2 separate regions of the Mus musculus genome follow, and region 2 is linked to region 1. Evidence: chromatin contacts called from public Hi-C data. All regions are on one chromosome and are shown on one strand. Each heading gives the region's core, a stretch centred on a gene start, on an enhancer-like site or on the middle of the called end of the contact. The rest is flanking DNA. Distances are from core to core; before and after follow the strand shown. Region 1 overlaps Banp (BTG3 associated nuclear protein). Region 2 has its middle 10 kb from the start of Gm39268.

Region 1 (3,151 bases), core at 329-2,828:
CCCTCGGCCCTCTCTAGGTGCTTAAACTCAGGTTAATTAAAAGGAAAGAGGGTGTGCAAACACACATCTGGGCTCTGGTTTCCAGGCAAGCTCAAAAGTCCACATAAACACTTGCCTGGTACTTCTGCCCCCAAAACCTCAGCGTTCCCTATTCCACACCCACTCTGGCACAGCTGCTGCACAATGCTACTGGCCACACCCTCCCTCTTCAGAGCAGAGCAGGGCAACAGATGCTGAGTTGCCCAACAGCTGGCTGACAGTAAAGGCTCCTGGTTTTAGATTAAGCTAGGCCCCTTGCAGAGGGAAAAGCCTGAACAGAGTACAATGATCCAGTCTTCTAAGAGTCACTGACAGAGCCCTTGGGTTTCTCCTTCACACTGACTTGTAGGCAAGGTCATCGTCTGTGCTCAGAACTACATTTCTCCAGGCCTGGTGCTCTGCTTCATCTGACCAAGCAGGTCAACGTGAAACAAAACCTAGAATTTTATATTTAGGAAAGAGCAAGCAAGAGCTCCTGTTTGGGGACGGCCATTGGTGGCAGACTTGGTTAGAGCCTTGGCTCTTCCAGACTCTTGACCTTTCATGGGTAGGCAGGGCAGCTTGGGCTCTCTCTTCCCCTGCATTTACCCAGAATACCTCCTGCTCTCTTTACTCAGCAGTTCTTGTGGATCTTATTGGGTCCCACATGCTTCTCTGCCAACCCTGCAGGCTAGCGAAGCCATGCTCTACAGACAGATGAACATTTCCCACACAGCATCTGAGTCCCCGGAGCTTCCTAGTCTCACTGCAAGAACCTGAGGTCAAACAGACAGGACAGTGTCTATGGAGGATCTTTGGCCCACGTGTACCTGGCTGTCTCCCCTGACCTACCCTGGGCCATCCACCAGGGTAACCCAAGGACAGGCAGTGGGAGGGGGGGGGGGTTCCTTGAACAGCAGAAGCAGCAGCTTCAGAAGGAAGGAAAGGACACAAACACCAGAACTGCTGCAATAGCAGAATGGCCCTGTCTCCAAGAATGAAAGGCTCCGTGGGACGAAGGCTCCAAGCTCAGCAGATGGGCCTGACTTAATGGCCATTCATCAAGCCATATGTCTTCATATGCCATCAATTGTTTCGTATGCCTATACACATGTCTTAAGACACATGTGGTCATAGATGTGCACATGCACACATCTGCATGTAAAGTCCATGCCTGTTCACAGTGACCTTGTCAGCAATGCCAAACCCCTAACATGCACCTCCACTCTGATGTCTCTGGCTGCCCAAGCAAGCTCTTAGCCTCAGGCCTCTGTGGGATTCAGCATAGACAGTGGCAGTCATTGTGGCAGCCTCTGTAAGCCTGGGCTTAGTGTGTGGCACAGGCTCTGTAAGGACCTATGGCAAGCAGGACGTGCCTGCTGTCCAGAGCTCTGACCTGACCCTTCTTTCAAGGTCCCTGGAAAACACTGGTCAGGCCACCCACATCTCCCGACAAGAAACACTTACAAACCTGGATCATTTCATTTCCAGCAGGCAGATCAAGTGTGTCTCCTCCCAGAGGCCAAAGCTGGGAGGGATTAGCCTGGGCCACTGAGTCACCGCTGACAGGAATGGGATTCTGGCACAGGCCCCACGACTGGAAGAGATCAGAATGGGGGCTATAGGCTCTGCAGGGACTTGTCAAGCCACAGATCCCACCTTGTGGGGAAGAGGTAGGAAAAGGAGAGGTGCTGATACACTGTGGCTGCCTGGTTTGCTATCTCCTGGTAACTCAGAAGCCAGGCCACATTTGGAAACCCCAAGTTAGGAGTTATGACATAACCAGTTCCCCAATCATGTTACATTTTTACAGGTTCCTCCATGATGAATTTAAAGTAGCTGCAGTTGCATTTAAGGAAACTCTTGCAATCACAGAACCAGTTTCCCAGAAAACTCTGCTGTGCTGATTGTAGCAAACAACACCCTCCCTGCTCAGCAGCGCTGTCCTACCAGCACTGCCAAGAAAACCACTTTCTATATGAAACGCGAAGCTGCTGAGACGTGAGGTGTTATACTGTAGGAAAACCTGAATTTGCAATATTAAGACAAAGGTGTAACTTGACCAACCAATCAATGAATGGAAGCAAGATTCCCAGCTGGAAAAAAGCTTAGAAAGTCATGGCTTTCAAAGACTAGAAGCTACCAGGCCTGGCTTACAAATTGTCTCCCAGTGAGGAGGCTGTGGGGCCTGGATCCTGGCTACGGGATCTGACCACATCTGGTTCAGCTGTAGGGAGGAGCTGGTGAGCCATCACCTTGGCTGGCTGCTGTGATGAAGAGATCAAGATACGTGTCAGGGTGCCATCATCATACTCACTAGGAGGGTACTTGCCAGGAAGGCCTGGCCGTCCCTCAAAGTGTCCAGTTCTAGCCATGCTTCTTGGGCCTGCCCCGTGGGCCTCTGGTCCACTCTCAGGAGTTGTCATACTAGTGACCATTCCTCCTCCAGCAACAGGGGAAGACAAACACCTGCTCTGCTGTGTGGGCCATTCCTGAGTCTGCCTCCAGCACCAGAAGGAGTTTCCGAGGCATTTAACAAAACAAGCACCTTTAAGCCACACATGATGGCTGATTATCCTAGCATTTGATAGGGAGAAGCAGAGTTGAAAGCCAGCCTTGGCTATTTAAGTGAGTTGGAGGCCAGCCAGAGCTACATGAGACAAGCTAAGTAAGGTGTCACTGGTAATGCTACTCTCAGGTGAGAGCTATGACAGCCACAAGGACACTGTAGGAAGACAGCTGGGAGCCAGAGATGGCAGGCAGGGCAGGGAGGAGGACACATGGCATCTAACCACACAGCCCACAAACAAGGCTCCAGAGACTCCAGCAACACTGGACCACTTGCTCTGTGACTGACAATTGCAGAGGAACCCAACAGGTATGTACTACAAATGTTAAATGTGTGGTGTATCACAATGAGCACAGGAAGGTCCGCTGCATGCCTGAATCAAGCACATTCCAGTCTCTGGCATCTAGCAGTGCTTCAAGAGAATCAACCGCACAGGTTGAGGTTTGACCTTAATGTTAAATTGGTGAATAATAAAAACCTGAGTCAGATCCCAGCTATTGGACAGCATCGATGAGCTTGGGTTGGGTGACGAGGGTACATTTTGGCTGCCCAAGAAAACCAAGT
Region 2 (2,819 bases), core at 152-2,651, 120 kb before region 1:
TAGGCTTCTTGGGTGTCTCGCTCATACTTAGATGGTTCATAGTACTGGTTTGCATATATTGAGGGCCACTAGCACACACTGGGAAGGGCCAGGCACCAGAGATGGCACTTTCACATCATGGACACCTTTTTCTCTAGCACCCTTGGACCACCTAGAGTGCCACAGACCTCAGCAGTGGTTTCCCTGTCCCTAAAGCTGCATCCAACACAGCGTCATCTCCTTTTCCTAAGGCTGCGGAGCCCCGTCACTGAACCATGCCTGTCGGCCTGCTATGCCCTGAGCTCTGTGGTCAGTACACTCCCTGTGCACTCATCCATATATCCTACTCGGTCCTGGGACACAGAGGGCACCAGATGCATCACCTGCACACAATGACTGACTTCCATACAGCTTAGAAAAGCTTCCTCCCCACCCAGGGCAGTGCTCCCCACCCACCCAGATCAGTGTTCCTTCCCACTCAGATCAGTGCTCCTCCCACCCAGGGCAGTGCTCCCCTGCCTCCTCCCCACCCAAGGCAGTGCCCCCCCATTTCCCCTGCTTTTTTCTCCTTCATTCCCTCATTACACAATTATTTACAGAACTGACTTGGGTCTGTCCTAATGCTCCTCAAGTGGGCCATTTCTGGTCATGAGAAACAGGCTGTGACATTCTGCAGGATGGGCAGGGGCACCGCAGCCATTGGGAGAAACAAGTGCCTGCTCTGAGTCAGTATCACCTGGCTTGTGTCAGCTGCCAGTGAGGCATAGCCTTTGACTCTCCTTGACATGGGAGCAGACAGTGCAGGGACATGAAGGAGGGAGGACTCTGGCTCCTGTAGCACCCATGGGGCCTGGACACGCCTCAGTGGCCCCCGTCCAAACAGGTTGTAAGACCTGCCTGACTCAGTAGCAGCTATGGGGCCTGCCGTGTAAGTGAGAGATGACAGAGCCAGCCATGAGCCATGGTCACCACTAGAGACGACGGGAAGGTCCCCATTCAGGCCAGGATGAGGGGACATGGGAGATTTGTCTAAAGCAAAGCCAAGGATGGCAGGCAGTCCAGTGGTCCCAACACCTTTCTGGCCCATGTCAAGAATGAAAACTACTCATCACATGAGGGGACAATGATAACTCAGCTCTTTGCTCTACTCTAAGATTGCGTGGCTAGCCCACCGTTCCAGGTTACAAAATCAGAGAAGCCCAGAGGGCACCGCACAGATGGCAGAGCCCAGGGCAGAAGCTGACCTTGGCTCCTGGCCCACATCACAGCAGACCATGGCACAGGTCCTCCGGAACCAGCACTCTGCAGGGTGTCATAGCTCCCCGGACAGTTTACAAGACTGGACTGGCTCTCCTCCCCACGCCTGACCCTCACAGCTTAGGTCAGACAGAGTGATTCATAGGCCATGAGGCGGGGCCATGTCTCTGCTGTCCAGCAGGGGGCCACAGAAGGGTGAGCACTGGGTTCTGTGGCAGGACAGGGACAGGACTCTAAGGCTGCTTCTTTAGACAATCATTCCACTGGGAAGCAGGGAGATTGCCCTTGGGGACAGTGACACTGGTGGATCTGGTAGATCCTGAGCCATGGGTAAGGCACAGATTCCCCCTTGCTTCTATTGAGAGACTTGTAGTGGGTAGAGGGGAAGGCCAGGCATCTGACTGCCTTTCCTTGTGTGTGTGTGTGGTGTATATGTGTGGTGTGTGTGGGGTGTGGGGTGTATGTATGATGTGTGTGTGTGGTGTGTGTGTGTGTGTGTGGTGTGTGTGTAGGGGTGTATGTGTGTGGTGTGTGTGGTGTATGTAAGTGTGTGTGTGTAGTGTGGGGGCTGTATGAGTAGGGTGTGTGTGTGGTGTGAGGGGATATATGTGTGGTATGTGGTATGTGGGGTGTGTGTGTGCTGTGTGGTATGTGGGGTGTATGTGTGGTGTGTGTGTGTAGGGGTGTATGTGTGTGGTGCATGTGTGTGTGTGGTATGTGTGTGTGTGTGTGTGTGTGTGTGTGTGTGTGTGTAGTGTGGGGGCTGTATGAGTAGGGTATGTGTGTGTAGAGTGCTAGTCTTGTGGGGCTGTGTGGTTCGTGCATGTGGGGGTGCCTGTGCTTGTTCCCATGTGCAGTAATGTGTGTGCTCTTAGTGTAGGGGATTATATGTGTGTTTCATGCCCGTGTGTATGATGTCTGTCACTCCCATCGTGTTTGTGTGTGAGTATGGTGTATGGCATGTGTGGTGTGTTTGTGTGTATGTGTAGGGTGTGTGTATGCGCGCAGAGTATATATGTGGTGTGTGTGTGTGTGTGTGTGTGTGTGTGGTGTGTATGTACACGTGTGTGTGTGGTGTATGTGTATGTGTGTGTGGTGTGTGTGGTGTAGTGTGGTGTGGTGTGTAAGTACAGGTGCCTGTGGAAGCAAGAAGAGAGCACCAGATCCCTTGGGTCTGAGATTGCAGGCAGTGATGAGCTGTCTGATGTGGGTGCTGGGAACCAAATCCAGGTTCAAGAGCAGCAAGCATCGTAAGAGCCGAGCCTTCTTCCCTGCTGCAGAGGTGTACCTTTTAAAGTCTGGATTACATTATTCCAACACAGAGACATGAAGGCAGAGAAGGCCAGCTTCTTCAGGTGCTGCTAGGCCGACAGGGTGTCTATTTGGGGCCCATCTCTCACTTCTTGATCCCCGCCCTGGCCCCCATAGCTTCTCTGCATGCCTGCCCTCTGATTCCCCAAATAGGACTAGACAGCTTTCTCTCTTTATTTCACTAACCCATCCAATACTGACAGACAAGGAGCTGCCATGTCTCCCATGCTGAGGGGGGTGCTCCTGGACATGTGGTCAGGACAGACCTTCAG

The links. Hi-C and Micro-C count contacts between places; a contact is called where the count stands out from the background.
Region 2: a contact with region 1 is called in a Hi-C map of the N1E-115 cell line, with 1.9 times the contacts expected there. The contact joins two enhancer-like sites. A contact is called at or near these places in 11 of 484 Hi-C or Micro-C datasets (the HL-1 cell line, the N1E-115 cell line, bone marrow-derived macrophages and 7 more) and 5 of 115 datasets of contacts at active chromatin or transcription factors (embryonic fibroblasts, embryonic stem cells, fibro-adipogenic progenitors and 2 more).

What each region holds. Positions count from the first base shown.
Region 1 is chr8:122,018,983-122,022,133 of GRCm38.p6, reverse strand. Banp (BTG3 associated nuclear protein) reads right to left here. Exons shown (of 14, transcript NM_016812.4): 12 at 1,490-1,615. Among named protein-coding and RNA genes, the nearest start is that of Mir7237, 43 kb to the right of the region's middle. Within about 2 kb of position 1,578, at least 65 of the 459 cell types and tissues checked have an H3K27ac peak or open chromatin away from gene starts, as enhancers often do. A contact at or near this core is called in the N1E-115 cell line, bone marrow-derived macrophages and muscle stem cells, where this site is marked.
Region 2 is chr8:122,138,518-122,141,336 of GRCm38.p6, reverse strand. It overlaps a transcript of Zfp469 not described here. Among named protein-coding and RNA genes, the nearest start is that of Gm39268, 10 kb to the left of the region's middle. Within about 2 kb of position 1,401, at least 59 of the 459 cell types and tissues checked have an H3K27ac peak or open chromatin away from gene starts, as enhancers often do. A contact at or near this core is called in the N1E-115 cell line, bone marrow-derived macrophages and muscle stem cells, where this site is marked.